Regions from separate parts of the Mus musculus genome. Here all the other regions are linked to region 5. Evidence: chromatin contacts called from public ChIA-PET, Hi-C, HiChIP or PLAC-seq and promoter capture Hi-C data. All regions are on one chromosome and are shown on one strand. The core of a region is the stretch at or near the end of the contact, and the rest is flanking DNA. Distances in the headings are between cores, read along the strand shown.

Region 1 (4,027 bases), core at 1,102-3,601, 380 kb after region 5:
ACTGAAAGCACATGTCTCTCCATAATTGTGTAGCCGGATATATAAGGCAGCACGTTAGTCCTGGAGGGCTGAATGGATGGGAGGTTGTCACGACATGTCAGGTGGCATCTCCACTTCCCCAGAGGGAGGGGAGTGGCATAACAGCAACACGCTGCACAGCCAATGACTGTTGACATAGAAAACCAGCTCGGAAAGGCAGATGATGTTCTGAAAGCACGGAGGATAAGCTACACTGGGAAATTTGAATAGATGATTATGGGTTTTATGTATCTGAGAAGATATTAAAAAAAAACAGGCAAATTTATTCTTTTGATTTACTGAATCCAAACAGTTAATTTGCTGTCTTCTCATGTCAGAGTTGAAGACAGCTTTGTCTTATTAATGTAGTCTAAGTCGAAAACAGAAAGTCCTCCGTGTTATCCTGGCTTAGATCTATTTTCTTCCCCTCCTTTTATTTCTCAGGCTTTGAAATGTGAATCTGGACGGCATGCAGCTTTTCTCCTACCCCCGGGAGGTAATTCATGCCGGCAGTTATCAGATTAGGATGCAAAAACTTGGTGTGTACAGCACCATTCTTTTGCTTAATTGCGGGTTTCTGTGCTCAGATTGCATCCTGTAGTCTACCTGACAGGAATGTGTGAGCACAGGCATCCCCACACATGTTCTCCTGGAAATGTGAAGTTTGTAGATTGAATATTTCAAAACTCCAGCCGGCTTTTCGATAGACGGCTTGCCAGTAACGATCCGGACTGTGAAGTATGGGCAATAAACAGCATCCCAGGTGACATACAAACAGCCGGGCTCATAATTGTCCACGCTTAAATACTCAGGCATCCATTAACTTATTACCATTTCATTTCCGCTGCTCCAAGAAAGATCTGTTGAAATTAGCACTTGTGTTGGGAGCCACAACTCAGTGCTCGCATGAAGTAGATCTGGTTGTAATAATATTTTTATAGTTAACCGAGCTTTCAAAATAATGTGCTTTAAAAATTTTTATATTATGTTTTATGGGCATTTTGTGACTGTTTATAGAACATATCTATACTTGTGAAGTGAGCCTTACTTAGCATGAGTCAAGCTGGCTAGAATATGGGGGCGCCAGCCCAGGTTCTAGTCTTGAGCAACTTACTTTTCTCCACTTTACCCCACTGGTTCTTGTTCTTAAAACTTAGGAGAGTACAAGGGAAGTGTTTATAAGTCCATTTTCTGTGCTTATATTTGGCGGTGTTGATAGGAAGACTGGAGCCCACGGCCACACCCACTGCCTCTCTCTGCACCTCCCTCCTGTCTTTCTCCTTCTCTTTGTCCCCCTCTCCCTCTTAGCTCTGCTCTTCCCTTCCCTGAGTTCTTAGATACTGAATACCTGCCCAATGCTGAGCACCAGTCTGGTAGGTCAGCGCCAAGAGGAGAGCAAGGCATCAAACGTGCTGCCATTAGTAAGGCGGGCAATGTTCTCACGTGGGAGCAGCATGTAGGAAGGGATGCTAAGGGTGCCCTGACCAAGGAGGGACAATGGAGCTCTGGTCCAGGGAGAGGGCTCCTTGGAATTGAGTATTAATATTTGGGGAGATTCCCTCAGTTGATTATGTGCTTGCTTTGCAAACATGAGGACCAGGGTTCAATTCCCAGAATGCACCTTAAAAACATAAAATAAAAACAAGGCTTGTATCCCTGTGCTGTGAAGGTAGAGACTGGAAGACTCCTGGAGGTCACTGACTGGTCAGCCTAGCCTGCTTGGAGAACTCCAGGCCAGTGAGAAACCCTGACCCAAAGAGCAAGGTAGACAGCTCTTGAGGAACTACACCAAACACAACAAAAATTGTCTGTTGGTCCACACACACCATGCATGCATGAATGTACATCCATTTGTGTACACACACACACACACACACACACACACACACTTATTCAAATAAATGTCAGACACTTTTGAGTTATAATTTGGCTAATATAAAGTACATAGATTTTCAGCCCATGGGTGGGTGAATTTTTGCAACTGTGCCCACCGATTTATTCTCCCCTGTTCAAGTGGAGCAAGCGCCTCGTGCCTTCTCCTCTAGCTCCCCTTCCCAACTAATCTAATTACCATAGACTGCTGATTGTTTCTTATTCTAGACTTTCATATAAATGGAATCATTGAATATGAAATCCTTTGTGTCTGGCTTCATTCATTCAACCTAATTTCTATGATAGTCTCAATATGACATTTAATAATAATAATAATTAGCAATTTTGGAGTTGCCAGGCAGTGTTTTAAGTGTTTTATTTATAATGAGTCATTTAATCCTCACAGCGGCCAGTGAGTGAGGACTGCGATTATCCCAAATTTACTGGTGAGAAGGAAGGCGGGCAGAGGCCAACAGCCAGGCAACGCTGGCACTGTTGGATCGCAGAGTCCCCCACTCTGTGCTGTGCTGGCTCTCAGGATGATGTCTGCAGCTGAGGAGCACCAGCCATGCACAGACCCAAAGGATGGATGCTCGGATGCAGGGAGTAGCTTGATGTGTTTGCGAAAATGCCAGTTATGAGGAAGGAACAGGCAGAGGTAGAGAGGAGACCCCCACGGAAATCCTACAGACCCCAGAATCTGAAAATAAGTAATAATTTCATTATGTATCCAATATAAAGTCCTTAGAAGAGGAACACTCCTTTGTTTTGAAAAAAAATGAATGTGGCAAAATCTATATAACATGAAATTTAGTATTTTAACCACTTTTTGTTCATGTGCCTTTATATGGTATATGTGTATCTGATGTATGTGCACATGTGTGAGGATACATGGGTAGCAGCCAAGGAGGATGCTGTGAATCCTATCACTCTCTGCTTATTCCCTTATTTCCAGCATCTCGCACTGAGCATGGAGCTAGGCTGACAGCTAGCAAAGCTGCAGCAATCTTCCTGCCTCCACCCCCACCAGCACTGAGGTGGTTACAGTTGTTCCTGTGGCCTTGCCCAGCTTTTTTCCATAGGTGCTGAGATTTTTCTGCTTCATGGTATTGTCACGGTGTGAATGGTTGGGTTGCTATTGTAGTGTGTGAGTGTTGTGTGAATACACCAGCTTCTGTATGATTGACACTCTGTCGATAGATATCTGGGTTGTATCCGGATTGGGGCCATTATGAGTACAGCCACTGTGAGCACTCTTGCATGAGGTTTTCTGTGAATGGGAGACTCACTTTTTCTGGAGCAGACACCCCAGAGCTAGTTGCGTGTTCCGTTTTTGGTTTTGTTGTTAAGGTGACAGCAGCCTCTCTCGCAGCCTGACTGTTCCATTTCATATTGACACCAGTGGTGTGTGCACAGTTACTTTCGCTGCTCCCCCTCTGACACCACAGCACATGCAGACTTACTTAATCTGCTGGTGTACAGTGTTGCTTCCGTTTTAGGTTTACTTTGTCCATTCTGAGAAATGTCTGATGGTGTCTCATTGGTGGTTTTTCTCTCCTCACTGAGCTTTTAATTTTCGTCTCCCTCAGTGGTGAGTGATGTTGAACACCCCTTCATGTGCTAATTAAAAAAAAAAAGCCAAACTCCTTGCAGTGCAAAATGTTTTCATTTATTTTAAAAGTCAACCGAAGGAGTGGAAAAGTAGCCTCTATGCAGCTAAGCTGAGAGAGATGATTGTTCTGGTAAATCTGAGGCAAACACTCAGATTAAGTGCAGAGATACAACTATGGAAACTGTGTAAGGGAGCTTGTATGAGATAGAAAGGTGGGGGTGCTCAGTCAATGTGTAGGAAATTCCAGAGGGAACAGAGAGTGAGGGTGACCTTGGGAGAGATCGCCACAGTGATCATTCCCGGAACGAATGCCCTTCAGAGTCAAAATGTCAAATAAGCTTCAAGAGGGAGCCATGCGAGTCAGCCTGGGCATAGCCTGGGTTAGCTGCCGAGCTTCAGAGCCAGAGGTCTTACAAGCAGCCCTATTTGGAATAGAGCCACTATGAGAAGCAAACTGCTCACGGTAACAGAGGAGACAAGGGCTAACACTTCCAGGGGCCAACTGACTCTGTGATGCGATAGCTC
Region 2 (3,972 bases), core at 898-3,397, 280 kb after region 5:
AGCTTGGGGAGGAAAGAGTTTATTTCACTCACTGTACCATATAACATTTCGTAATCAAAAGCAGTGAGGGCAAGAACTTAAGAAGGGTAGGAGCTGATACAGGGCCATGGAGGAGTGCTGCTTACTGGCTTGCTCACATGGTTTGCGTGGCCTGCTTTCTTATAGAACCCAGGACTACCAGCGGAGGGATGGCACCATCCACAAGGGGCCAGGCCCTCTTCTATCAAAGACTAATTTTTAAAAAATGCTTTAGAGGCATTTTCTTAATTGAGTTTTCCTTCTTTCAGATAACTCTAGTTATCTTGTGTCAAGTGTCATAAAAGTAGCCAGCATGAGGATCCTCTCTACTCTAGGCTGTGGGCAAAGCATGGAGAGCCCAGACAGTGTTATTGGATGGAGCAAGGATGCATCAGGGGAAGGACTGGGGCATTTATGTACCATGCATGACCAGCAACTGTTCTGGGCTGTTTGTAATCATTCCCACATTCATCATAATGTAATCATGATGTTTAAAGTGATCCTTTTGATAGCTTTTGATTTCAATAGAATTTGACCCTTCGTTATGATAATCCACTCTACTAGAAATTATCAAAATTTATTCAAACTGGGCCTAATGTCTCCTGCCTGCAATCCCAGTACTCAGAAGGTAGAAACAGGAGGTTGCTGGGAGTTTGAGACCATTCTTGGCTACTTTGTGAGTTCAAGGGCAGCCATGGCTACAAAGTGTTATTGTCTCAAGCAACCAACAAACAAAAGGGACTCCAGAGAAACAATACTTGAGAAGAAACATTAAAATAAACAGTAACTTTTGCATGCTATAAATATGTATCTTTCTAAATAAAAATGTACTTCACTCCAAAGTCATTCATTTTTCCCTATCCTATTCAAGGTCACATCAGTAAGTTTGACAGAAGCCTTTTGACAATGGCCATTCAAAGACATAAACTGAATGTTTTAAAATTTTCCAGTTGTTTACGGAATTTATTCTTTACAACTTAAAGCATGGTAGCAGAAGGAAAATCGAAAGTGAGCGCGCTCCTGTTGAAAGCACTTTTCTCTGAGTCGTTTGTAACTCAGATGGTAAGCCTAACTATGACAAATATTTTTATTATTGTAAAAGCAATATGTACACCTGAAACACAACCCCGGTGTAGACAAGCAACCCTCACAAGGATTTTAGAATTGAGTAGCTTGCCGAAATGCTGTCTGGCTTTATAGCTCACCACCACAGGAAGCTTCTGTGTGAACAAAGCCACAGTCTCTGTAAAATAGTTAGCTGTGAGCTTTGTCCACTGTTATCCATCATGGTTGTCTCTGAAGATCCTCAGGGAGTGGGCTTATGTCCATCTCCAGGAAAAAGACCTTTAAGGTCCAAGAATTTTCATGCTTTTTCCTCTTCCTTTTAAGTTTTGATTTAGTGCCAGGACACTTAGAAGTTCAGCCCCATCCATGCCCAGACGTGTTCATTTATCCCGACTCCTTCCCACTCCATCCTTTAGAGTCCTGCACTTGCTTTACCTGGCTAGAGCTCTTCAGTGTCTGCTCAGCTCACTGCACATCTGCTTGGAATTCCTAAAGAGTTTCCAATCATAAACATTTGAACTTCTCATTACAAATGAAGCCGATGCTGCTTTTTTTCTTCTTCTTCTTTTGAAAGAAACACCCAAACAAAACCAAGAGCAAGTGAACTTAGTATGAGCAAGCAGTGAGAGATCTCACAGGGTCAGGGTTATGTTTTGTTAACCCCTCTCTCCCCAGCTCTGGGCACACCGTTCTACACTCAATAAATGTCTCTCGGTGATTGATGTAGAAAGAACTTTAAAAGTCCTGAGCTCTCAGAACTTGGAAGACCTGGGGACGACTGGTATCGGCAGAAGAGAGAAATGGACAGCCCCGGGAGACTAGGGAGGACTTGCACAGTAGCCTGCCACTGCCTGGCTTTGAAGTCTGCCGTTTTATCTTCAGATACTCATTCAGAGGCTGACTTCGCCTTCATATTAGGAATGTTTGTTTTATCACAAAAATTGTTTTAAATGGTATTCATCATAACATAATATGCTTCTTCAGAATGTGCGGAAGGCCTCCAGCTAGCAGATCCCTGGGGGGCCTTGTTTTGCTTCTGAGAAACACAAGTGTCCAACTAATTACTTTCTGTGGAAGCACAGTCTATACGTGGCTGCCATCCAAGTGTACACTCCCCCGACACCTCTCTTCTCTGTCCCTCCCTCCCTCTTCTCACCTTCCTTCCTCCTTCTTCTTCTTCCCTTTCTTTTTCCTCCCTTTTGTCTTTTTCTCTTTTCCGTTCATGGAGACTGGATCAGGGCCAGCATCCTCTGAGCATGCGCCTTACTACCTAGCAACATGCTTGAATTCACCTTAGCTTTTTTTCTTTTTTTTTTTCTTTAAAAACATCTCTGCCTTTGCTGTTTTCCCAGGCTGGGGGTGGGGGCCAGGGAAACATAGTTCCTGAGTCTTCCTTGCCTACTTTTTCTTGTTATACTTCACATCCAGTTTATTTGGAAAAACTTTCATTTGTGTCTGGAGGAGTGTCCTGAATCCTGTCACGTTTGCCCACTGCTTCTACAGCTTGGCTGGTTGTATGCATCGATCAGATTTAAAATGGTGTTCTTGCATCAGGCACGGTCCCTGGAAGCATGCATGCTCCACACACTGCTCTTCTTCTCCACCCCGTGTGACCTCCTTACAGCTGGTCTCACCTTCCTGAGTGGCTGTGCTTCAGGGGGTGGCATTTCTTTCTTTCTTTTAGGATAGGGTTTTCTTCCCTCAGATAGTGGCCAGTTCCCGGGGTTCCCCCATGGATGTTCATCCCAAGTCCCATTCATTCTTGCTGAGCTTCCATTCGCTAGCCCCTGCTCCAGAGCAGCCTCTTTCCTAGTTTGCTTCTTTTCTTCGCACTCACCTAACATGTTTTATTTACATATGGAACATGGCTCCCCCACCCCTAGCCATTGTTGTATCTGTAAGTACAGCGAGAGGGTTCCTAGCATGCAAAATAAACATTCAGGGATCTTTATTTATCTCCATCCCCACTGCTTTCTACTAGTGTCATCTCTTTTCTGTGCACCACACTCTCTTGACTCCCCCTGCCCTCACCCTCATCTTTATGTCTAATTCTAGGCTTTAGGATTGTCCACCAACTCTGTGTTAGAAATTCTACTCCCCTGAATGTCTGTCTGCCATGTAGCTCAGGAAGGAGACTTGTGGAGATAGGATTCTTTCTATCCCAGAGTCTCTCACTCCTCCATGGTGCAGATGTGTTAGCCTGTTACCATAGTAAGCATGGCCAATGGTGGGAATGTTGCAGGACAAATTTTATGGCGATTAATGCTAACCAGGGTGTTTGGTATTTAGTTTTCTAAGTGGTAATCGCTATCATGCATTAAAAAGTACTCAGTCATTCATTTCTGAAACGAGCCTGGGTCCCCACATTTGGATCCAGTGACTTGTCTTACTTTGTTCCTGTGTGGGTTCTACTTGGCTCTCACATTTGCTTCCCTAAGCTTCAGGAGGTACTATCAGATGCCACACTACAAAAGGTCTGTGTTTCCCCTCCACTACATAGTGTCTCCAACAAGCAAGCTGAGTAAGTCTCTCTGGTCATGGATTATTTAGAGGGTTGTAAGTTATGAATATTTTATATTCCTTTCAATGTTTTCTTTTTAAATTCACACTTCCTTCACTTTCTCATTAAAATAAAGTAGACTAGATTAACACACTCAGTTGTGAGTTTATCCACAGTGAACATCTCAGATCTGTGCTGCGCCAGCCTGGAGGTTTGTGACTGTGCTTCAGCTAGGACAGAACATATGTCCATTGGGTGCCTGCCTCTGAGAACCAGCACTCACCTGTAAGATGAGCTGAGCTGTTTGGGAATCTGTGCAACACTTTTGTTAAAAGTTACTCCAAGTGGGATCACACTCCATCTCCCACCATTCAGAATGTACTTTGTAG
Region 3 (4,188 bases), core at 183-2,682, 290 kb before region 5:
TATGTATGTATGTATGTGTGTATTTGTGTGTTTATGTGTGTGTGTGTGTGTTGTGTGTGAAAGTTGAAGGATAACCTCAGTGTCACTGACATACTGCAGGTGTCTTCCTTTGAGACAGGGTCTCTTATTGTTCTGGATTTCACCAAGGAAGCATGCTACTTGGTCATTAAGTCCCAGGGATCCTCCTGCCTCAGCCTCTCATCTTGTCTGACGTTCCTTTTCAAAGCGAATCTTGGGATCGAGGTTGGGTCCTCATCCTTAAAAGACAAATGCTTTGCCTTCTCAGTCACCTCCTCTGCCCCTTCCAAGCCTTTTCAAGGTGCATTTCCCAAGACATCTCATAGACTTCCAGTCTAGAGTCAAACATTCTGGTGACCTTCAGTGGCTTCTAAGGGGAGGCCATCTTTGGGGTCCCCAGGTTTGTTCAAGGCTTCTGGGAGAAGTGGCTCACCCTGCACATGCCTGATATGACTCTCAAGTGCAGGTTTCCCAGGGTAGCCTGGGGCATTTTGCTGGACAGCACCCCACTCCTCTCCTCATGTGCACACGCATAAGCAACCCCATGGGAACCAGCTGACAGCACTGGGGGTGGCGGGAAAGAATCCTTCCCCAGCAGAGAGGGTCGCCTTTCTGCGGGGCCACAGGCTGAAAGCAGACATGACATACTTCATCTAGCTCCCCCCAGAGAAGGCTGCGAACATCTCCAGCTTTCCAGAAAACACACTTCAAGCACTAACCCCACTCCTCAACTGTGACAGTGTGCTCAGTTAGAAGAAACAAGGAACCCACGTGTGACAACAGAAGAAACAGGTACATATTGCTCCCATGGAACCTCGGGGTTCGTGGAGAGCCTTCCATGGGCCAGTTCTGGGCTCTGCACAAGCCCAGCCTAGTGTGATGTAGGGTCCCTTGCAGCCCAGAATACACATCCAGTTTAGGAGATGACAAAGTAAGGGATGCCTGTCATCCCAATACTGGGGCAGGAAGAGGCAGGAGGATTTCTGGTCATCTTGGGCCACACAGAGTCCCTATCATAAAAGCCTTAGGGCTAGGGATGTGTGTAGCTCAGTGGTAGACAGCTTGCCTGGACACATAAAAGACCCTAGGCTTCATCCCAAGCACCAAGGTAAAAAGCGTGAAGGGACATGTTTGAAGGCCCCGAGCACACCCACACAGACAAGAGCAGAAGGACCAGGTGTGGAGAGTATTCACACCAGCAGGCCCGGGACACAGACAGCTTCGGCAGCTCTGCTTATGCAGGCCACAGAGGGATTGTGGGAGGTGTACTCATGGGCTTCTACACCAGCCGTATCCTGGGCTTGGCAGGGGCATCTGTCCAGGAGTCTCTCAAATTCCCTGTCCTCTGCTGTGGGGAGCAAGGCACCCGGAAAGTGCTGACGCTGGCAGGCTGCCACAGCCTCCCCCGGAAGCCCACATGGGTGCCGCACTCTGAGGAGGCTACAACTATTTTTAGCAGGTGCAGAGGGAGGCGGTGGTGGGCTGCACACTTCTCCTTTTGCTTTATTCTGAGCAGAACCTGAAGACGGATGTGGTGGTACACATTGTCATCCTAGCTGCTAAGAAGCTAAGGCATGAGGATGGCAAGCGTGAGGCTAGCCTGGGCTATAGTATGAGAATCTGTCCCCACAACAGAAAGAGACAAAACTAAGCCAGGCACTTGGCAGGCAGGCGCTTATAATCCTAGTGCTGGAGCTGAGGGTGGGGCTGGGGGCGGGACACATCCTCATACTTCACTGGCTAGACAGCCCAGCTAACCAGTGACCTCCAAGGTCAGCAGAGGGCTGGGGAGAGGGCTTAGCAAGTAAAGATGCTGGGCACACAAGCCAGAGGACCTGAGTTTGATCACTAGCACCAACACACATGGAAGGAGAGAACACCGAGTGGTCCTCGGACCTCCACAGGAGGACTGTGACACAAGTCCACATACATTATGCAACAGATACACACACACACACACACACACACACACACACACACACACACACACACACATCATAACACACATCACAGACACACACATCATACACACATCATACACACATCATAGACACTTCACAGACACAGATCACACATCATACACACACATTACAGACAGATACATCATACACATACAATTACAGACATACAGACATATACATCACACACACATCATACACACATATCATACACACACATCATACACACACATCAAGACACACACATCATACTCACACATCATACACACACATATCAGACACACACATAACACACACACACATCATACACACACATCACAGACACACACATCCCATTACATATCACATACACATTATATACACAGCACAGAAACACATATCATAACACACATCACAGAAACATAGACATACACACACATTGCATCGAATATCAACACACACAGATATACATCATACACACACATCACAGCCACACAGCCACACACACACACCAAAAGAAAAAAGAACACAGAGTAGGAATGATCTATGGAGATGCTTGACATTAGCCTCAGCTCTTGACACCCACACACCGCACACACTTGCTTACATACCAGTGTGCATGTAGAAATTAACATGCACACACACACATGTGCTACATACACATTGCACACATGGTTTTAAAAAGTAATAAAAAGGAAGAAAAACACAGTAAACCCCCAAACACCAGCTGCTTAAGATTGCCTACGTGGAGTCTGTGGGTGATTTGAGCTCCTGGGTAAGAACAAGGCTCAGACCAGCGCACAGAGACCTGGGGTGCAGAGCGCAGAGAGCCAGGGTGCAGGAGCCATGGGTGGCAGAAGGGGTGCCCAGGAGCCTCTCTTCCCCAGCATCCTTGATGGCACCCCCCTGTGCAACTGGCTCCTGCTGCCATGCCAGATCCTCACCCAGGAGATCAAGAGCTCCACCTGGGAGGTAACGGGGGCCTGGCATTCCAGAAAAAAAGCATCTGTCTGCAGGTACATGAGGTAGTCTGTTCTTGTCTCTTGACTTTGCTGTTAGTGAACACAGAGCCCCAGTATGATCCCTACCACATCCTAGCACTCACTGGGTAGGCATCGTAGGTTGCTCCTCTCTGTTACCAAGCAGTGGCTTGCTCAGGTTACTCATTGGTTCTCCTGCCAGTGGGCATTTGGGGTTACTGTTGGACTGGAAAACTCTTACGTGAGTCTTCAAGTAAACCGGTGTCATTTCCAGTGGGCATGTCAATCACAGAATGGATGTTGGCTAACTTTAGAGCATCTTTGTTGCTTGGAGTGTCAGGTTCTGGAAACTCAGGCCTTCCCTGAATGGGTGGTAACACGGGGATCTTGATCCTGTAGGGCCTCACTTCCCACTTGCTCTCAACCTTTCCCTCCATACAGACCTCTCATTTGGGGGTTGTGAGTTGAATGTGAAATGTCCCCCACAGGACTGTATGTTTTTGTACTTTATCCCCAGGTGGTGGCGCTATTGTGGAGCCTTTAGGAAGTAAAGCTTTGCTGGAGAAAGTGAGCCACTGAGGCTGGGCTTTGAGATTTTAAAGCCTCACCCCATTCCCTCTTCATTTCTGACTGTCTGCAAAGATCAGCCCCTTCATCCCTGCTACCGTGTCTTCTTCACCCTGTCTTCCTTGCCATGATGCACTGTATCCCATCAAACTGTAAGCCTAAATAAACCTTCCCTACTATGTTTCTCCTTTGCAGGTAGTTTGGTGATAGTGAAGAGAAAAGTAACAGACATTGGATGGTGTCTTTTCCTAAATTAATGCCCACATAGAATATAACCTCATTTGGCAATGAGTGCTTTGCAGACATTATTATGATGAAGTCACACTGGACCTACAACCAGTGACTGTTAGAATAGGAAATGACACAGATCCAGAGAAGGGAAATGAAGACAGGGGCAGAGACCGATCAGGAGCCATCACCAGATGGAAGTGGGAGCTGGGGATCTGACAGAGTGCAGAAGAGCATTTTAGGACCTCAGCCTGGATTCTCAGAACTCACACAAACCCAGGCATGGTTGTTTGTGCTTGTGACCCCAGGAGTAGTGAGGAGTGGAAACAGGAGGATTGCTGGGGATTGCTGGTTGCTAGCTCAGCTCCAGGTTCAGTGACATGACCCTGTTCATCAGAGCAAGGTGGACAGTGATAGAGCAGGTATCCTCTATCACATGACATCCTCTGACTTCTGTG
Region 4 (4,067 bases), core at 343-2,842, 340 kb after region 5:
TAGGAGTGGACGATTTGGGCTGAAGTACATAGCAGAAAGGGAAATTGGACACACAGTTGACAATCAGGACCTGAGGATTCAGTTAAAAAGCGGCTCAGAGCGAAAGCATGTGGGACTCTCCCAATAGGACCTGGATTAGTGGCTCCTGCTGACACTGAGTGGCATATGTCATTACAGCACCTTACTGTTGGCTGTTTATAGTCCCGCATGAGATCCAGATCAGACCCACTGAAGGGAAAGTGACAACGTCTTAGTCTCTTCCTATTCCCAATGCTGATTGCAGGGTCTATCCCATAGGATAAACGCATATTTGTGTGTTTGTTTATTTGTGGTTATAGGGATTGAAGACAGAACTGGTGCGTGTGAGGAAAGCACTCTGCCACTGAGTCACGCCCCAGCCTCTCACTGGGGGATTCTAGGCAGGGGCTCTACCACTGAGCCACACCCCTAGCCCCTCACTGGAGGATTCTAGGCAGGGGCTCTACCACTGAGCCATACCCCCAGCCCCTCACTGGGGGATTCTGGGCAGCGGCTCCACCACTGAGCCATCCCTAACCCTTTTACTATAGGATTTGCCCTTCACTAGGGAATTATAGACAAGCACTGTACTACTGAGCCACATCTCCAGTTATGTCTATAGACAGACACAGCGTTGCTGAACTATATCTCCAATTCACTCAGTGCGTGTTTATTGTAAAGCATGCAGGCCGGAAACCCATCAATTCCTCTATAAGTCCCCTGTCTCTCACTGCCATGACCAGTTCCTCACTAACCTCTCCTTACTGTTCCTTTCCATCTCTTCCACCATAACGTGCTGTCCGTGTTGTGCTTAGTCGGCTGATGTATTTTATTCAACATCTACTTTGTTCTGCATCCTTTTAGTAAGACAGGAGAAATTACAAGATGTAACCTGTAAACGCTTTCATTTCACTCTGATGTGAGTAAAATGAATATATGTTGCGATATATCTCCAACCCAAATATGCCCCAGCAAAGAAAACAGGACACAGTTAATATGAATACATGCTGTGCACCCAGCTTGGGCAGATCTACTGCTACACTACCATCTATGTACCATTATGTATCATCTACTACCCATTATGAGACCCCTAGAACTTGCTGTTTCCCCAGTCCATGTGCTTCTGCTCCACTTTTCTTCTTCTTCTTCCTCTTCCTCTGCTTCCTCTCCCTCTTCCATTTTCTCCTTCCTCTCTCCCCCACCTTCTGCTCCACCTTCCCTTTTATCTGCCCAATCGTCAGCTCTCCTTTATTTTACAAATTAAGGTGGGAAGCAGGTTTACCGGAAATCACCTGAGTGCTGACTCATTCCTTGTTCACATCCACTCACGGGAGAATGGAATTACCATCAAATATAATTAGACCCAGGGCTATCCACTACAAATATCTAGTTTGTAAGACAGGTCAGCAGGAGGGGTTCTGGGAGTTAACCTGTGTCTTAGGTATGGTTTCTACTGCTGTGATAAAACGCCATGACCAAAAGCAACTTGGGGAAGAAAGGTTTTACTCAGCCTACTGGTTCTGACCATAGTCCATTGTCAGGGGATGGCAGGGCAGGTACTCAATGCAGGAGGGAACCTGGAGGCAGAAACTAAAGTAGAGGCCGTAGAGGAAGACTGCTCGCTCGGTGGCTTGCCCCTCCTGGCTTTCTCAGTCTGCTTTCCTATACAATCCAGGACCACCTGCCTGGAGACGGTACCACCTCCATTGAGCTGGGCCTTCCCACATCAGTTGTTAATCAAGAAAATGCCACACAGGCTTACATACATTCAATCTGATAGAGGTGCTTTCTCAGCTGACGCTCCTCTTACCAGATAACTCTAGCTCTGTCAAATTAACAATAGCAACAACAACCACAACCACCACAACCACCTACCAGGACAGCCTGGATGAGGATAAGTATTCCGCCAAGAGTGTAGGAAGGCACAGAGTAAAGAGCCTGTGGTAGGAGAGCGCTCTGCTCTGCCCCGTGGAAGTGTGTGTAGATGTCCGCTGTGCAGTGGGCCTTGTGAGATCTTAGCAGAAGAGTCACAAGTCCCTTTCCGTTCATTTTATTGATGTGGAAACAAACCTGTGTGTTCTGATCAAGGTCATAGATCTAATTAGTGATGGCACTTGAGCTAGTCACCAAATGTGCTGTATCCATGTTTTAAAAAGTGTTAGTGCATCTGTGCAAAATCTGTAAGTTATATGAATAATCCTCTGAATTGTCACAAGTGAGCATGCTCATCACATCAGTAGACTTTGGTCTTCCCTAAAGCTTCCCTCTGTCTCCCCTGAGTGCGTGTGTGAAATGAACACTAGATTGTGAGCTTGTCATTCCTTTGTTTAATATAGTCCCTTCCTAAAACAAAGCAATCTACAAGTTATATGAAGAAGTATGGCTTTTATAAACTTGAACTTTACTTTGAAAGCAGGTTTTTCATTAGTGGCTGGGGGTAGGGAAATGGTTCAGTGGATAAAGTGCTCACCACACAGATGTGAAAACTTGAGTTCAGCTCCTTAGGCCCTACATAAACTCTAGGCAGTAGTGACGCCTGCCTTTAGTCCCAGCACACAGTAGATGGAGACAGAAGGTCTCCATGGAGAGAAGGTATTTGCTTAGCAGAGTCACTCAATTCTGCATTCATGGAAGCTACCATGCCTCAATGAATAAGGTGGTTAGCCACTGAGGAAGGCATCTGATACCTACCAAGAATGATCAAAGAAGACATCTAATATGTACCTCATATACCTTCATGCATGCACACCCTCACACGTGAAAATAACAAAATAAAAACATAAAAATAAAGACAATGGGGCCAGGAGGTGGTGTCATACACCTTTAATCCCAGCACTCAGAGGGTAGAGGCAGGTAGGTCTCTGTGAGTCTGAGGGCAGCGCAGTCTACAGAGTGAGTTCCAGGACATCCAGGGCTGTTACACAGGAAACCTTGTCACAACAAACAAGCAAAACAATGAAATCAGTGTCTTGCATGATCCAGAACATTCTGGTGTATCCCTTTAATAGTCTGGTATTAGTTCTAAATAGGAAGGACCCACGTGAACATATCTGGTGCTTTCTGGACCTTTCGGTATTTTGGAGACTCTCATAGGCTGTTGCTTTTTCCTGGTGTATCAGGAATTATTTGCTACTTCACTGGGCTACATAGCCTTCATGTCTGCTGTTGAAAATTAGACCAGTTCATGTAATTGATTAATTGTTTAGATGGATTTATTGGTTGGATTGGGTTATTTTCATCTCAGCGTCATTAAAGGTTCTTTGTTCTTTCTGTTTTCTTTCAATATCTCAGATGACGTTGCACCGTATTTCAAAACGGAGCCGGGCCTGCCACAGATCCACCTGGAAGGGAACCGCCTGGTGCTCACCTGCCTGGCTGAAGGGAGCTGGCCTCTGGAATTCAAGTGGATACGGAACGACAGTGAGCTTACCACCTACAGCAGCGAATATAAGTAATTGATGGCTTGAAAATAAGATTGCGAGGTTATAGCTGAACCCCTGGCCTTGTAGGACCTGGTGACACAAGGGTGGTGCTGGGTCAAGTCCCCGTGCCCTGAGGGTGAGAGGCGAGGTGTGTGGTTAGAAGGGGGCTTGTTCCGGAAGGCCTTTTCACCTTGGAGTCCACCACTCTGCTTGCTAGAGAACGGGCGCCGTCTGGTGAAACACACGCATGGATAGGAATCCTCGAAGCACTTTAATGGGACAAATTTGCTACTTTTAGTGACAACCTCACCTACAAGTTTTGTTTGTACCTAACTGGTCCACGCATTTCGTGTAGATGTGTAGCTTAGGGGCCTCCAGAAGTCATGCTGTTAAAATCCTCTTTAGCTGCCTTTTCCAACTTTTCTGGGAGAGTCGGGGTGAGCATCACTTCATTATTCAGCAAGAAACCCAGTGAATAAAGAGAACCTACTATGCACTGGCCATCACGCCAGGTACAGGCGTATGATGAGAAACTTGGTGAGCTCTGAGCCCAGTGTGCGGAGGGTACAGCCGGAGTCCAAGCTAAGTTTAAGTTGTAGCTATACCCAGAAAGCAGCCCTAGCTCTG
Region 5 (3,806 bases), core at 952-3,451:
CCTGACTTCCTTTTCTCATTTGCAAGCAAGTTTGCATGAAGCTTTCTGCTAACTGCAAGCTAAATCACAGGAAAAAAAAAAGCTGTGGACATTTCTGGAGTATGCAGAAGTCAAGAAGCTGCTTAAGTCCCATTGGTGCCCTTGTCATAAGGGTATAAAGATAGATATTATAGGTAATAGGGAAAGCTGAGCTACAGGAAACTGGTGGAGCAAGGGTGTTTCTTGACAAGCACTGCCACAGGGGACCAGGGGAAGGGAGAAGGCCAGGGAGAGCGATGAGCTCTTACTGAGTGCGGATTAGGTCATTTTCTTGCAACAGACTTGTGAGATGGGAGTTAGTCCCAACTTTTTTTCCAGAAACTTAATCAGCAGTTTGCCCAAATTTCACAACTTGGAAGAGCAGCGCTAGCCCACCAGGTCAGATAAAACTGCTTCGCAGGTACATACTCAACCTCGCCCTGCCCCTGCCCCCACTCCACCCTCCATCTCTGAGCAAGGCAGGGGTGCTTAAAGGAGGAGAGGGCAAGATTTGCACCCTTGACCTTAGAGGTCACTTCACGTTTGTAAACACCAGTGACAGCAGTTTGGTGGGGGAGGTGATGCTGCCTGGACCCTCCCAGAGTCCAGTGTCCCCGCGTCGTGCCCCACCCCCTAGCACAGCAGACATTGCTCATTTATCGTTCTCTTGGCATTTACATAAGCCTGTAAGCTTGTAGAAATCCACATAGTTGGCAACAGAAATTTACAAATACCACCTTCCTCCACTCCTGCCAGAATCCACTTGTTCTCGGGGTGCCATCGCTGAGGGGACACTTCTTTTACCTAGCAACCATTGCCCATTTAGAAGCCCTGCCTCCCCCCGCACCCCCCCTCCCCCGCCCCAGAGAACAGTGAATATTTTAGATGCAGTTTTTATTCCTTTGCTTTTTCATAGCATGTGTAGGAAAGGGCAAAAGGCAGAGACTGGGTCTTCAGATAGAGCTCATAACCCACCAATTTTATCTGGGCGTCAGTTTCCCCACTTTTCCTTAACTGTTAACACAGGCAGATGTGTCAAGAGGCAGCTCAGTACAGGGACTCTGCAAACAGGAATTAGCGCTAACTCACGAGTCTCAGCCCCTTGCCTGGGGCTTTTTGTTAGCAGGGACAATCATCAATCACAAGTACTTGTAAGCTGACACAACACACTTCCTAGGGAGCCAGCCCCTGGCAGGGCACACTCGCTGTCTCTTTGGCCTTCTAGTCATATATGACCTCACTCAAACTCCATCACAAGCTCTCCGATAACTCCTAAAAACGCAAGACTGGACTGTTACCCGCCTCTCTCTCCAGTTTCCCTCTCACAAAAGTCCCAGCCTCTAGGCTCCAGCGTGCTTAGTTCACCCTATAAACTCAGCTAATGGTTACCACATGCTGCTGAGGGTCCGCGCCCATCCCGACCTCTCCACCCCTGCAGACTCCCCAGGCCCTGGGATGTCCGATCCTTGACGCTGCAGGTCCTTCCTCCAAATCCTCCCACGCACAGCGGGAAGTACCCTGTACTGTGGTCCTGCTGGCCACGCATGACCTTGGACACTTCTTCCAAAGCCATGTCCACTCCTCAGAATAGGTTGCGTCTTTGCGCCCCACGGTGCTTCTGATTGCTGGGAATTGAAAACTCGATCGCGCGCCTTTCTCCTTTGCAATGACAGCAACTTGGCTCGGAACCACCCCAGCATCAGAGTCCCTGGCTGGAAGCAGGAAGGCTCCCGGGACGCATGGAGGGGCGTGCCCACTGGCCCTCCGATCCCTAGTCCCTCGGGCTCAGTAGGGACTGCGGTGCCAGGGGGCCGCCACACCTGGTGTCGTCCCACCCGCGGGACGTGCAGCTCAGCCCCTGGGGTCTCCCGGCAAGGGAGCAGGCACCGCCCCGCCTGAGCACGCCCCGCAGACAAGCCCGCCGGGGAAGCGCGTGCCGAGACGGCGCGCCGGCTGCAATCCCCGCCGCGGGTCCCTAGGGGGCGCAGCGGGCGCGGGAAGTCGCTCTGGGCCCGGGCACGAAATTGCAAGCGGGCGGGCGCGGCGAGTTTGAAAACAAGCGAGCGCCGTGGGGGCGGGTCCCAGGCGCGAGAGCCGCCGGGCTCGGCCAATCAGATGCGGGTGGCGGGCGCGGGCGGCGCGTGCGGCCGGGCTGTGAATGGGGCGCGGCGGTCGCGGCGGCCGAGGCGAGAGCCGGCGCGCGGGCGGGCGCACTTTCTCCTCAGCGCCGGGCGGGGGCGGCGGCGGCAGAGGCGGCGGCAGAGGCGTTCTGCTCAGCTCCCCTCACAGAGCGCTGCGGGGCCGGCGCTGTGCGGCTGCGAGGAGCGGGGGCGACGTGCTGGGCATTTCCTCGCTCGCTGACAACTTCTCCTCGACCCGGCTCGCTGCTCATCGGAGCCCGGACGCCGCCCCTCGGCGCTCGCCGCTGCCTCAGCGGGTCTGCGCGCTCCCGCCCGCCCTGCCCGTCCCGCGGCGCCCGGGGGTGGCGGCTCCGCGGCATGGCCCGCGCCCGGCCCTCGGTGGCGGGCGGCGGAGTCGCGGCGCCCCCTGAGCGAGCGGGGCCCGGGCGGCCGCGGAGGAGCCGGACCGGTCACCACTGCGACCCCGAGTGCCCAGGGCTGCGCGCAGCGCCCAGGACCCCCGGGCCGGGCGCGGGCCGGCGGGCGGCAAAGTTGAGGCCGGGCCGCGGGTGGTGGGCGCTGCTGTTGCTCCAGCTGCACTTGCTGCGGGCGCTGGCGCAAGGTAGGTGCGGGCCTGACCGCCGAGACACCCCCGAGGTGGACTTTGTGGGTGCCTCCCGGGGTGGGCTTTAGGGGTGCGCAGTCCCGGGGTGGACTCCTGAAGCGCGCGCCGCCAGAGGTGACACCCCAGGGGTGGACTTTGTGGGCTCCACCTGGTCTGTATTATGAGTGGACATCTCTGAGGTGACTTTGCAAGTGGACACCTATGGGCTGGGCTTCAGGGGTGCACAATCTTGGGGTGACAACCCGCAGTGTACTTTGTGGGTGCTACCTGGGATAGACTATGTTGTGAGTGGGTATATCTGGGCTGAGTTTCAGGGCTGTGTAGTCTTAGGGTCACACCTTTGGGATGTACTATATGAGTGGAAACCCCTGAGGTGACTTTGCAAGTAATATACTTCTGGGCTGAGGTTTAGGGGTACACAATCTTGGGTGACACCTTTGGGTGAATTTTGTGGGCACCACTTGGTATGCATTATGACTGGACATCTCTGAGGTGACTTTGCAAGTGGACACCTATGAGCTGAGCTTGAGGGGTGACACCCTGTGGTATACTTTGTGGGCACCATCTGGGATGGGCTATGTTATGAGTGGATACCTTTGGACTGAGTTTCAGGGCTGCAAAGTCTTGGGGTGACACCTTTGGGGTGAACTATATTAGGGGTGGACATCACTGAGGTGACTTTGCAGGTAGATACCTCAGGGCTGAGCTATAGAGAGTTACACAGTCTTGGGGTGACACCTCTGGGGTGAACTATGGATGCATACCCCTTGGCTGGGCTGTGGAGGTGCACACTGGAGTCTTGGAGTGGGCATCACCTGGGATAGACTGTATTAGGATTGAACATCCCTGGGGTGGACTTTAGAGATGGACACATCTGGGCTAGGCCTTGGGAGCATGAAATTTTAGAATTCACACTCCTGGGATAGACTGAGTGATCATTTCCTAGATTATATGAATACACATGGTGGATTTTAAGGTTGACACTCCTGTGGGGGTATATTCAGCTTTGAGTGGGCTAGGGATAGATATCTTTGGGGTGTACA
Region 6 (3,991 bases), core at 1,187-3,686, 350 kb before region 5:
GTCTCCCCACCCTCCTCCATGGTCTTTCAGACTCTGGGTCTTGGGGGACCTTGGTCCCTATCCTCTTCTCCCACCTCAACTGGTCTGTAAGTTCCCAGGGGAGATAGATGCTCACTGGAATAGAGCCACCAGGGTGAGGGACACTCTGGTCCTGCTTGGGGCTGATAACAAAGGCCAATTGAGCACAGGAATTTTTCCCAACACCCGCAACGTACTTGGACGCTTGCCCAGGATTCGCTTCCCAGCTTCCCCGATCTAAAACTCTCTTGGCTCCTTTCATTACCCAGCCTCCATTAGGTGCTAACCCCTCTTTAACACTTGATAGCTAGTGATGGTCCCCGATTATGGAGGATCGCTAATCTTTCCATCTTATCTGCTGGTGGCCTCTGCTAGTCAGGGGCACAGACGGGGCTGGGGAGAACTGGAATGTCTATGTGTGTGCTGGCAGGGTGTGTCTGCAGGATGCTGAGCCTAACCTTCCAGCAGGATAGGGGTCTGGTGACACCCGGGGCCTGGGCCCATCTCCAGGTTCTCCTCCCTCTCAGTGATCCAGCCCGCCATATGCCTTGGGTTCATGGCACTGACACCACAGTCTCTGTCAACAGGGATGGTGGGACTGGGACCGAGTAGGGATCCCTGACTGGGAGGGGCAGGTCATTGGGACCATACATGTATTCTGTATCTCTGAAGTCTGGGCCCTCATTTCTGGCTTTCCATACAGCCTGCGTATGACTGAGAGTGTGTCAGTGTCCCCAATGTGGTTATTTGAGAACCATGTCCTAAATTTAGTCCTGATCTCCACCTCCAATTTCATGTAGCCCAGGATGGCCTCTAATTCTCTAAATAGTGGAAGATGATCTTGAACTTCACATACACCCCTGCCCCCCCCCCAAGTGCTAGGATCACAGGAGTGTGCCATCAAGCCCACTGAGCCACACCCCAACCCCTCACTGGGGGAGTCTAGGCAGGGGCTCTACCACTGAGCCACACCCCAGCCTCTCACAGGAGTGGGGTCATTGGGGGAAATCACTTTACGGATGAGCCACATTCCGAGTCTTATAATTATTATTTTAGATCCATGGCTTTGCTTATTCTTCAGTTGAGTGGCTGGCTCTGCCTATAAACCACAGAGCCAGCTTAGTCTCTGGCTCGAGTCTACGATCAGACTTCCTCCCATGCTTTCCTTCTGAGTCCTTTTGGGGCAGACCCTGCCCTCCGGGGTTCCTTCGGGCCTGGCAGATACATACATACCGTCAAGGTCTAAGGCATCAAACCCACAGCTATCGTTGTCTTCTTCCACCGTGCTGTAAGAAACAAGCCCGGGGGGAGGGGGGGCGGTGAGACGACACTGGCGTGAATGTGTGCTTCAGGAGAACAAGGTAGGGGAAACTTCTAGAATGTTTTGGCTTTCCTTCGGGCCTTGGTTCTAAGAGGCCATCATGGGAGGGGATGGGGGAATGAGGAGGGTGGGATGAAGCGAGGAGTAGGTGAGGAAGAGGAAGTAAGGAAGTAGGAAGGCTGCCCTGGTGGCCTGTAGAGACCGCATCTCAGCCGAGGAGGAGGCAAAAGGAGCAGGGAGTGTGTGTGTTTGAGGGCGTGGCGCAGGTGGAGCTAGACATGGTGGGTACTGACCAATAATCGCAGTACTCGAGAGGCAGAAGCAGGGAGATCGCCCGTGAGAGGCCAGCCTGGGGTATAAATTTCCCAGAGAGCCAAGAAGACTGCTTTTCACACCACACACATTTGCTCCCTACGCATGTTCAGATGACTCTGAGGCCGCAGAGCGCCCTCTAGGCAGGAGTTGGTGGGATTAGCCCTTGGCTGGCCACAGTGGTGTAGGTGGGTCTGTGAGACTTCTGTAAGGTCCCTGAACATGGGTCTAAGCTGTTCAGAAGGGTGCGCCCCCTGGGGGACCGAGCCGGTATTCTCCACAGGTCAGTGTGGACCAGGCTTATGAAGAGGGTGGTTCCCCAACTCCAAGCCTCAACTTCCCCATGTGGAGTGGGCCCTCCCTCGCCTTTCTTTCTAACGTTGTTGAGAGGTTTAAGGAGTTCATACCAATATGGTATGGAGACAGGGTCAGTCACCTAGCCAAGGCCTCCAGCTGCCACTCACTCACCTCCGGTGTGGCGCATCTTCCTTACAGCGTCTGACTATGGAGTCATTTCCCGGGGGCTCTGCCGTGATTGACATGATGCTGCTGCGGCTCCGATGGGGTTGCTGTGAATGCGGCACAGCTGTGTTACCGGATATTTATCTGCGATGCCTCGGCGGGCATAAATATTATATACACGGGAACTAAATTTAACTTGGGATGTTCCCACCCTTCCCTGGGAAGCATGGGCTGAGCAAGCTGGTCCTCAGTATGACCTTGGCTGGAGGAGGCTGGGCTCAGCCCAGGGCAGTCAGAGGAGCTTGGCACACAGCTGCTTCCACAGCTGCTCGCCGGGAGAAGCAGACGGAAACCGCTGAGCTGGGGAGGCAGAGCCGAGGCCTCATGACCCTGCACAGACTGGGTTCTGTGCCTCACAGCTGCGGGCTCTGCCTTGGAAAGGGTGGGTGTGGAGAGGGGTGCTTTGCAGAGGGGTAGGGGAGAGGTGGGACGGTGGATGGAACAGGACCTTGGATTTGGCACGGGAGCTGGTACCAGACCGTTGTTGTACATTCATTACCAAATTTCTACCTCCCTCAGGGTCTGATTTGAGAAGCTGAGCTGACATTTTTCCCAGGGCACCCCTCAGGCTTAGAATTTCTAATCTTGTGCCTTCTGTGGGTTACAAATAGATAGCTGGATGTAACAGAAGGCTGGGACCCTACCTAGCTCTGTACAGGAGTGGGGGTACGCCCTCTCCTGCTGCTCCATCAACCCCTGCCTTGCCCAAAGCCTCCCAGGACAATGGCCGGGGTTGCATAGGGCTGTGAAGTTGCAGAGTTGGTCCTGTTTCCCACCGGCCCTTAGGAGGCCCGCCTCCTCCTCCCACCAAGTGTTAAATTGGGAATGGAGGCAGCAGGAAGGTGTGAATACATTGCTGGGCTGGGGAAAGGAAAACTTCTTTAAATAAACATCAGCGAGGCCCCAGGCTCAGCCCGGGGACTCTGAAGGTGTGTAAGTGGAGTGGAAATTACGGCAGCTCACCATCTTGGAGAAAGAGCTGGTGACAGGCAGCGAGCGGGAGGAACTGGGGCTGCCGTCTGTGAAATCCTCTTCGTGCCCCTTGACTGTCCTCATCAGAGCCGCGGGCCCAGAAAACAGAGGAGAGAGAAAAGGGAGGGGGGAGCGGGAGGGGGAGGGGAGTTAAAACCTCTACTTGGGGTTCTCCTGACATGGGTGGGCAGGGGACTGTTCTGTCCCCTGTGGAAACCCAGGAAGCAACATTAGTAAAGTCCCTGCTTCTCCTTCGCGTGCAGGTGGCGCTATTTTTCTGTTCTTCAGGATAGCATATCCTGCCCCAAGCCAGGCCGGTTAAGGGCGGCTCCAGTCAAGACTAAACCATGTCACCTGTCTTTGAGGACTCATGGAGGGGGTCCCCCCCCCATTCCCACCTCCACCCAATGAAGAAGCATTGGGTAGGTAGGGAAAACGCATGCCCATCTTCCCCATCATCAAACCTTTCCCTGCTCGACAAGGTGGGCTGACGGCAGAGCACAGCCAAAAGAGGGACAAGCTCGTCACTTCCTTAGCAAAGCCCCCCATGTTGTCTCTTGCTCTTCAGGGGCTCTCAACTTTTGTGTGACCGACCTGCCACCTACAAGGCTCCTGTCCTCCAAGGTGCCAGGACCTGTCTGTGTGTGCACAGCCGTGTAGACTCCGGTGCCCATTATGTATGCTCTGTGAGGGAAGCCTTGCGTTATACTTCCACCACTAGATCCTCACAGTAGGCAGCCTGCCAGGCTTCGTTAACAGTGACGAAAAGCACAGCTCTTAGTTGGTTAGCATCCTTCTGTTTCCTTTTGGGTGTTTAATCTGTATGTCACAGGCCCCAGGATCTTT
Region 7 (4,158 bases), core at 944-3,443, 460 kb after region 5:
AGTGCCAGGTTTGCAGAGGTGCCACAGTAGTGCCCAGCTGTGGTGGTTTGAATATGCTTGGCCCAAGGAGTGGCACTATTAGGAGGTGTGGCCTTGTTAGAGTGGGTGTGGCCCTTATTGGAGGAAGTGTCATCATGGGTGTGGGCTTTAAGATCCTTATCCTAGCTGCCTGGAACCTAGTCTTTTCCTAGCAGCCTTCAGATGAAGATGTAGAATTCTCAGCTCTTCCTGCACCATGCCTGCCTGGATGCTGCCATGCTTCTGCCTTGATGATAATGGACTGACTTCTGAACCTGTGAGCCAGCCCCAATTTAAAATGTCCTTCTAAGATTTGCCTTGGCCATGGTGTCTGTTCACAGCAGTAAAACCTTAACTAAGACACCGGCCTTTTATGTGAGTGTTGGAGATTGCATTTAGGTCTTCACATTTGCACAGCAAATACATTAACCACCTTCCTAGCCCTAACTCTCCCTCTTGCTTGTCCAGAGACACGACAGGTCACCAGAGGGGAAGCATCAGGGCTGTTTTAGGTCTTTTTCTATGTGTATTCACAGCCTGCACATGCATGTGCTGTTCTAAACAGCCCAGGGATGTCAGGGGTTTTACAAACTGTCTCTTCCCTACTCTTGCCAAGAATGGCTTCCTTTTCAGACGTCATGGGAAGACACTTGTTAGCTCTGACCAGTACGGCTCTGTGGGAAGCTATGGTGTTGAACAATTGTCACTGATTGTTTGCAACAAACTCCCTAGAGGCTGAACCTTTTTGCACTAAGTAAGCTCTGATTTGGGTCAAATAAAGGCAAACCCAGAGAGTGGAACTTTCCCAGAGAGCCTCTCAACAGGTCAGAGAGTAGCAATTCCTTCCTGGCCTCGGCAGTGGCTTTCGGCCTGTTGGCTTTCACAGCCTCCGTGGTTTTAAGAATTTTTTTTTTTTAAAAATAGGTAGTTTTATACCAAGAAAGGAGCTATGGAATGGGGCCAGTAAAACCACCTGTGACCTGCTGTTTTAGTAGAATTCCTGTCTGTCTTGAATGAGCAGTGAGTACTCAGATTGGTGTAAGATTTTGATTAATTTCCAGACTTTTGAAAATGTTGACTTTTTCTGGAGTTCTCAGTGATGGCATGGGGCGCTCATTCTTAGAAGGCATGACCCCACCTTTTCTAGCCCCTTTCTTTGAAGAGACTTTAACAGTGCAATCAGGTGGGCAGGTAAAGGGTCACTTTGTACAGGAGGAGGCTTGTAGGCTTGTGATCTGTGGTGGATAAGCCTGGGTCTACCTTAGGAATGGATGGAGTGAAGGGTCCAGCGTCACCTCCCTCTGAAACTGTCACCTGAACACCTACTCACACTGGCTGCATCCTTCTTAATGATAGGAGACAGGAGGGATGGCTAGAGGCACTTTCATATTGTAAATATAAAGATACACATATGCCCCATATTATAGGAAGGAATCGACACACATATGTTACCAGCACATACACACTGTTGGCTTGCTCTGAGTTAACCCCTCCCAGACCAGGTGCCCTGGAGGAGTACAAGGTTGACAAGAGCAGGCACTAACTGGATTCAGGCACTGTGTGCATGCCTGACATGCAGACGGAACGAAGAGGACCAGGGCTGGCAGCAGGTGCACAGACACTACAAGTCTCAGAAACCCGCTGACCTCCTGAGGGGATGAACAGCTCTGAGGTGGTTGACTGCCTGCCCTCCCCTCCTTCATAGAACCTGTCTTAGTCAGGGTTTCTATTCCTGCACAAACATCATGACCAAGAAGCAAGTTGGGGAGGAAAGGGTTTATTCGGCTTACACTTCCATACTGCTGTTCATCACCAAGGAAGTCAGGACTAGAACTAAAGCAGGTCAGGAAGCAGGAGCTGATGCAGAGCCATGGAGGGATGTTCTTTACTGGCTTGCTTCCCCTGGCTTGCTCAGCCTGCTCTCTTATAGAACCCAAGACTACCAGCCCTGAGATGGTCCCACCCACAAGGGGTCTTTCCCCCTTGATCACTAATTGAGAAAATGCCTTACAGTTGTATCTCATGGAGGCATTTCCTCAACTGAAGCTCCTTTCTCTGTGATAACTCCAGCTGTGTCAAGTTGACACATAAAACCAGCCAGTACAGAACCCATCACTGATGACAAGATGTAGGTAGATATTTTAGATGCCAACCCATCATCCTGTCAGATGGCTGACTCTCTGAACAAAGTGAAGATCTAAAGGTTCAGTTCCTCTACAAGGGACAAGAAAGAAGCAGCCCTGAACTCCAGTTGCATTATGTGCTAAGAGGAAGGTTAAGGACTGGCTAGGCTTCTCCCCACCACCTACCCAGGATCTAATGGCTGGAGTATTTGAGGCACCAGCCTGAGGCTCAAGTGTACCCAGGATCTAATGGCTGGAGTATTTGAGGCACCAGCCTGAGGCTCAAGTGCAGCCAGCACTTCAGGAAGCCCTTGGCTGTCTCCCTTGCTGGCGCTGAAGCACAGGCCTGCTATCATCAGCCCTGTCAACCCAGCTCTGGGGCTGTTCCCTGCCTTCACTCTGCTCCCTGCAGTCACAGTGTGGGAACCAGCACCCCGCTGGCACTGCCATATGTCTGCAAAGCTTATTTTAGCTATCCTAATCAAGAAATGATTAAAACAATCGGTTTATTTAAATGGCTCTGTATTTTATCTATGTTATTCTTGAATATTGGATTCATATTAAATAAGTTTGTCCTAATTAACTTGAATATTGCAGATCTGTGCTTTTTGAACTCAACATGCAGATTTATGTAAATTACATAAAGCTTTCAAGCTAAGAGTCTGGCCTTTTCTTTTCCAGTCCCTTCACTGGCTCACCAAAGAGGACTATGAAGGCCTGGGATGGGTGCCCTCCTGGGCTCCCCTTTAATTTTTCAGCGAATGGATGACCCCTCATCTGGAATGCTGAGAGATGGATGCATTTTGGACATCAGAGTGGTCTAGCTTTTGCAGTGTCCATATCGATCTTAAGGGCTGAGCCTCCCTACCCAGAAAATCTAAAACTCCAAAATGCTTTAAGATCTGAAACCTTTTGATTGTCATCTTGGTGTTTGAATTTTTTTTTCAGGTGTTTAAACATCTTTGAATCAGAATTATCAGATTCGGAGCACTTGGCCTGTATTGTAAAAACAAAACAAAACAAAACAAAGAAAAATAATGATTGACTTCTGGAAAGACAGAGGGGGAAAGAAGGGGGAGGGAGGGAGGGAGGGAGGGAGGGAGGGAGGAAGGGAGGGAGAGAGAGAATCAATACTAACATCTACTTCTCTTAGCTATACTATTGACACTCTGTGTGTGTGTGTGTGTGTGTGTGTGTGTGTGTGTGTGTGTGTGTGATAGCATTCATTGTGTTTGCACAGATGTGGAAGCCAGAGGACAACTTCAGGTTGTCATCCAGGTTCTCTCATTGACCAATTAGATAAGGCCCCAGGGCCAGCCTGAGTCCACCTCCCCAGTGCTAACAAGAGTAACTGGCAGACTTATAAAAGTACTCGAATATCAGACTCCAGTCATTGTGTTGGCAAAGCAAATACTTTACAACTAAGCATCTCTGAGGGTTTCCTTTATTTATTTATTTATTTATTTATTTATTTATTTATTTATTTATTTTAAATTATGCATCTGTGCATGTGTCCGGGGACAGGGGAGTATGCTCATGTGAGTATCGGTGCTGGTGAATCTAGAAAAGGGTATTGGATATCATGGAGCCCAGGGAAAGGGTAATTCCTCCTGTTAGCAGCCTGAGTCAGATGCTGAGAGCTGAGCTGGACTAGGGTTCAGCCCTGACTACTCTGCCTGAGTCCTCCTTCCTTGGCGTACGATGTTTCTCTTTCAGCATCTGTGACATAAAAGAAGGAATATGGGAGTGTCCCACTCAGTAAGTAGATGGATTTCAGCTGAAAACAATTGAGAGAAAGAAAATGTGGGGCGAGTTCTCTGCCCTGTACTTGGCCACTGACAACACACCATGGTCCCCTGGAGAAGGCTTCCTCCTGACCTCACTTTACCTACAGAGAACCCAGAAAAGGCTACCAGCCCTATTACTGAGATGGGCTGCCACTGTGAGCCGGCGCTGGCACCTCCTCCTGATGGCCCCAGCTGCCATTAACCTCTCCCTGGGCTTCGGTCTTTCTCTT

Evidence for each region. Promoter capture Hi-C pulls out the DNA fragments that hold promoters and counts their contacts. A called contact is a pair of places that touch in the nucleus more often than the background predicts. ChIA-PET counts read pairs in DNA pulled down with a chosen protein or histone mark. HiChIP or PLAC-seq counts read pairs in DNA pulled down with a chosen protein or histone mark.
Region 1: an H3K27ac HiChIP or PLAC-seq map of VIP interneurons shows a contact between it and region 5, with 5 times the contacts expected there. The contact joins the enhancer-like site here to the promoter of Sdk1 in region 5. A contact is called at or near these places in 9 of 39 promoter capture datasets (cranial neural crest, embryonic stem cells, frontonasal cranial neural crest and 5 more), 3 of 484 Hi-C or Micro-C datasets (cerebral cortex, cortical neurons and lens fibers) and 9 of 115 datasets of contacts at active chromatin or transcription factors (VIP interneurons, embryonic basal ganglia, embryonic forebrain and 6 more).
Region 2: a contact with region 5 is called in a Hi-C map of olfactory sensory neurons, with 3 times the contacts expected there. The contact joins the enhancer-like site here to the promoter of Sdk1 in region 5. A contact is called at or near these places in 11 of 39 promoter capture datasets (cranial neural crest, embryonic stem cells, epiblast stem cells and 5 more), 3 of 484 Hi-C or Micro-C datasets (embryonic fibroblasts, olfactory sensory neurons and uterus), 8 of 115 datasets of contacts at active chromatin or transcription factors (craniofacial prominence, embryonic basal ganglia, embryonic forebrain and 4 more) and 2 of 9 other capture datasets (embryonic stem cells and pancreatic islet).
Region 3: an RNA polymerase II ChIA-PET map of memory CD8 T cells shows a contact between it and region 5, with 7 read pairs. The contact joins the enhancer-like site here to the promoter of Sdk1 in region 5. A contact is called at or near these places in 3 of 39 promoter capture datasets (the HPC-7 cell line, pre-B cells and trophoblast stem cells), 1 of 484 Hi-C or Micro-C datasets (CD4 T cells) and 3 of 115 datasets of contacts at active chromatin or transcription factors (embryonic forebrain, large pre-B cells and memory CD8 T cells).
Region 4: a contact with region 5 is called in an H3K27ac HiChIP or PLAC-seq map of embryonic stem cells, with 7 times the contacts expected there. The contact joins the enhancer-like site here to the promoter of Sdk1 in region 5. A contact is called at or near these places in 11 of 39 promoter capture datasets (cranial neural crest, embryonic stem cells, frontonasal cranial neural crest and 5 more), 6 of 484 Hi-C or Micro-C datasets (the HL-1 cell line, embryonic stem cells, neurons and 2 more), 8 of 115 datasets of contacts at active chromatin or transcription factors (embryonic forebrain, embryonic hindbrain, embryonic midbrain and 4 more) and 3 of 9 other capture datasets (adipose tissue, embryonic stem cells and pancreatic islet).
Region 6: a Hi-C map of cerebral cortex shows a contact between it and region 5, with 5 times the contacts expected there. The contact joins the enhancer-like site here to the promoter of Sdk1 in region 5. A contact is called at or near these places in 5 of 39 promoter capture datasets (cranial neural crest, hippocampal neurons, liver and 2 more), 1 of 484 Hi-C or Micro-C datasets (cerebral cortex), 3 of 115 datasets of contacts at active chromatin or transcription factors (bone marrow-derived macrophages, embryonic hindbrain and embryonic stem cells) and 1 of 9 other capture datasets (macrophages).
Region 7: a contact with region 5 is called in a promoter capture Hi-C map of hippocampal neurons, with 6 times the contacts expected there. The contact joins the enhancer-like site here to the promoter of Sdk1 in region 5. A contact is called at or near these places in 6 of 39 promoter capture datasets (embryonic stem cells, frontonasal cranial neural crest, hippocampal neurons and 2 more), 7 of 484 Hi-C or Micro-C datasets (the HL-1 cell line, cerebellar granule neurons, cerebellum and 1 more), 7 of 115 datasets of contacts at active chromatin or transcription factors (craniofacial prominence, embryonic basal ganglia, embryonic forebrain and 4 more) and 2 of 9 other capture datasets (adipose tissue and embryonic stem cells).

What each region holds. Positions count from the first base shown.
Region 1 is chr5:141,617,725-141,621,751 of GRCm38.p6, forward strand. All of the region lies in intron 4 of Sdk1 (sidekick cell adhesion molecule 1), which reads left to right. Among named protein-coding and RNA genes, the nearest start is that of Gm24131, 53 kb to the left of the region's middle. Within about 2 kb of position 2,352, at least 1 of the 459 cell types and tissues checked has an H3K27ac peak or open chromatin away from gene starts, as enhancers often do. A contact at or near this core is called in VIP interneurons, where this site is marked.
Region 2 is chr5:141,523,199-141,527,170 of GRCm38.p6, forward strand. The region is part of intron 1 of Sdk1 (sidekick cell adhesion molecule 1); the gene reads left to right. Among named protein-coding and RNA genes, the nearest start is that of Gm24131, 41 kb to the right of the region's middle. Within about 2 kb of position 2,148, at least 11 of the 459 cell types and tissues checked have an H3K27ac peak or open chromatin away from gene starts, as enhancers often do. A contact at or near this core is called in olfactory sensory neurons, where this site is marked.
Region 3 is chr5:140,946,794-140,950,981 of GRCm38.p6, forward strand. The region is part of intron 1 of Card11 (caspase recruitment domain family, member 11); the gene reads right to left. Among named protein-coding and RNA genes, the nearest start is that of Card11, 52 kb to the right of the region's middle. Within about 2 kb of position 1,433, at least 90 of the 459 cell types and tissues checked have an H3K27ac peak or open chromatin away from gene starts, as enhancers often do. A contact at or near this core is called in memory CD8 T cells, where this site is marked.
Region 4 is chr5:141,578,984-141,583,050 of GRCm38.p6, forward strand. It overlaps Sdk1 (sidekick cell adhesion molecule 1), which reads left to right. Exons shown (of 45, transcript NM_177879.5): 2 at 3,310-3,469. Among named protein-coding and RNA genes, the nearest start is that of Gm24131, 15 kb to the left of the region's middle. Within about 2 kb of position 1,593, at least 3 of the 459 cell types and tissues checked have an H3K27ac peak or open chromatin away from gene starts, as enhancers often do. A contact at or near this core is called in embryonic stem cells, where this site is marked.
Region 5 is chr5:141,239,333-141,243,138 of GRCm38.p6, forward strand. Sdk1 (sidekick cell adhesion molecule 1) reads left to right here and starts at 2,202. Exons shown (of 45, transcript NM_177879.5): 1 at 2,202-2,760. The coding sequence starts at 2,517.
Region 6 is chr5:140,887,850-140,891,840 of GRCm38.p6, forward strand. It overlaps Card11 (caspase recruitment domain family, member 11), which reads right to left. Exons shown (of 25, transcript NM_175362.2): 12 at 3,137-3,219; 13 at 2,120-2,220; 14 at 1,252-1,304. Among named protein-coding and RNA genes, the nearest start is that of Gm52831, 37 kb to the left of the region's middle. Within about 2 kb of position 2,437, at least 60 of the 459 cell types and tissues checked have an H3K27ac peak or open chromatin away from gene starts, as enhancers often do. A contact at or near this core is called in cerebral cortex, where this site is marked.
Region 7 is chr5:141,696,093-141,700,250 of GRCm38.p6, forward strand. The region is part of intron 4 of Sdk1 (sidekick cell adhesion molecule 1); the gene reads left to right. Among named protein-coding and RNA genes, the nearest start is that of Gm24131, 130 kb to the left of the region's middle. Within about 2 kb of position 2,194, at least 14 of the 459 cell types and tissues checked have an H3K27ac peak or open chromatin away from gene starts, as enhancers often do. A contact at or near this core is called in cerebellar granule neurons, cerebellum and hippocampal neurons, where this site is marked.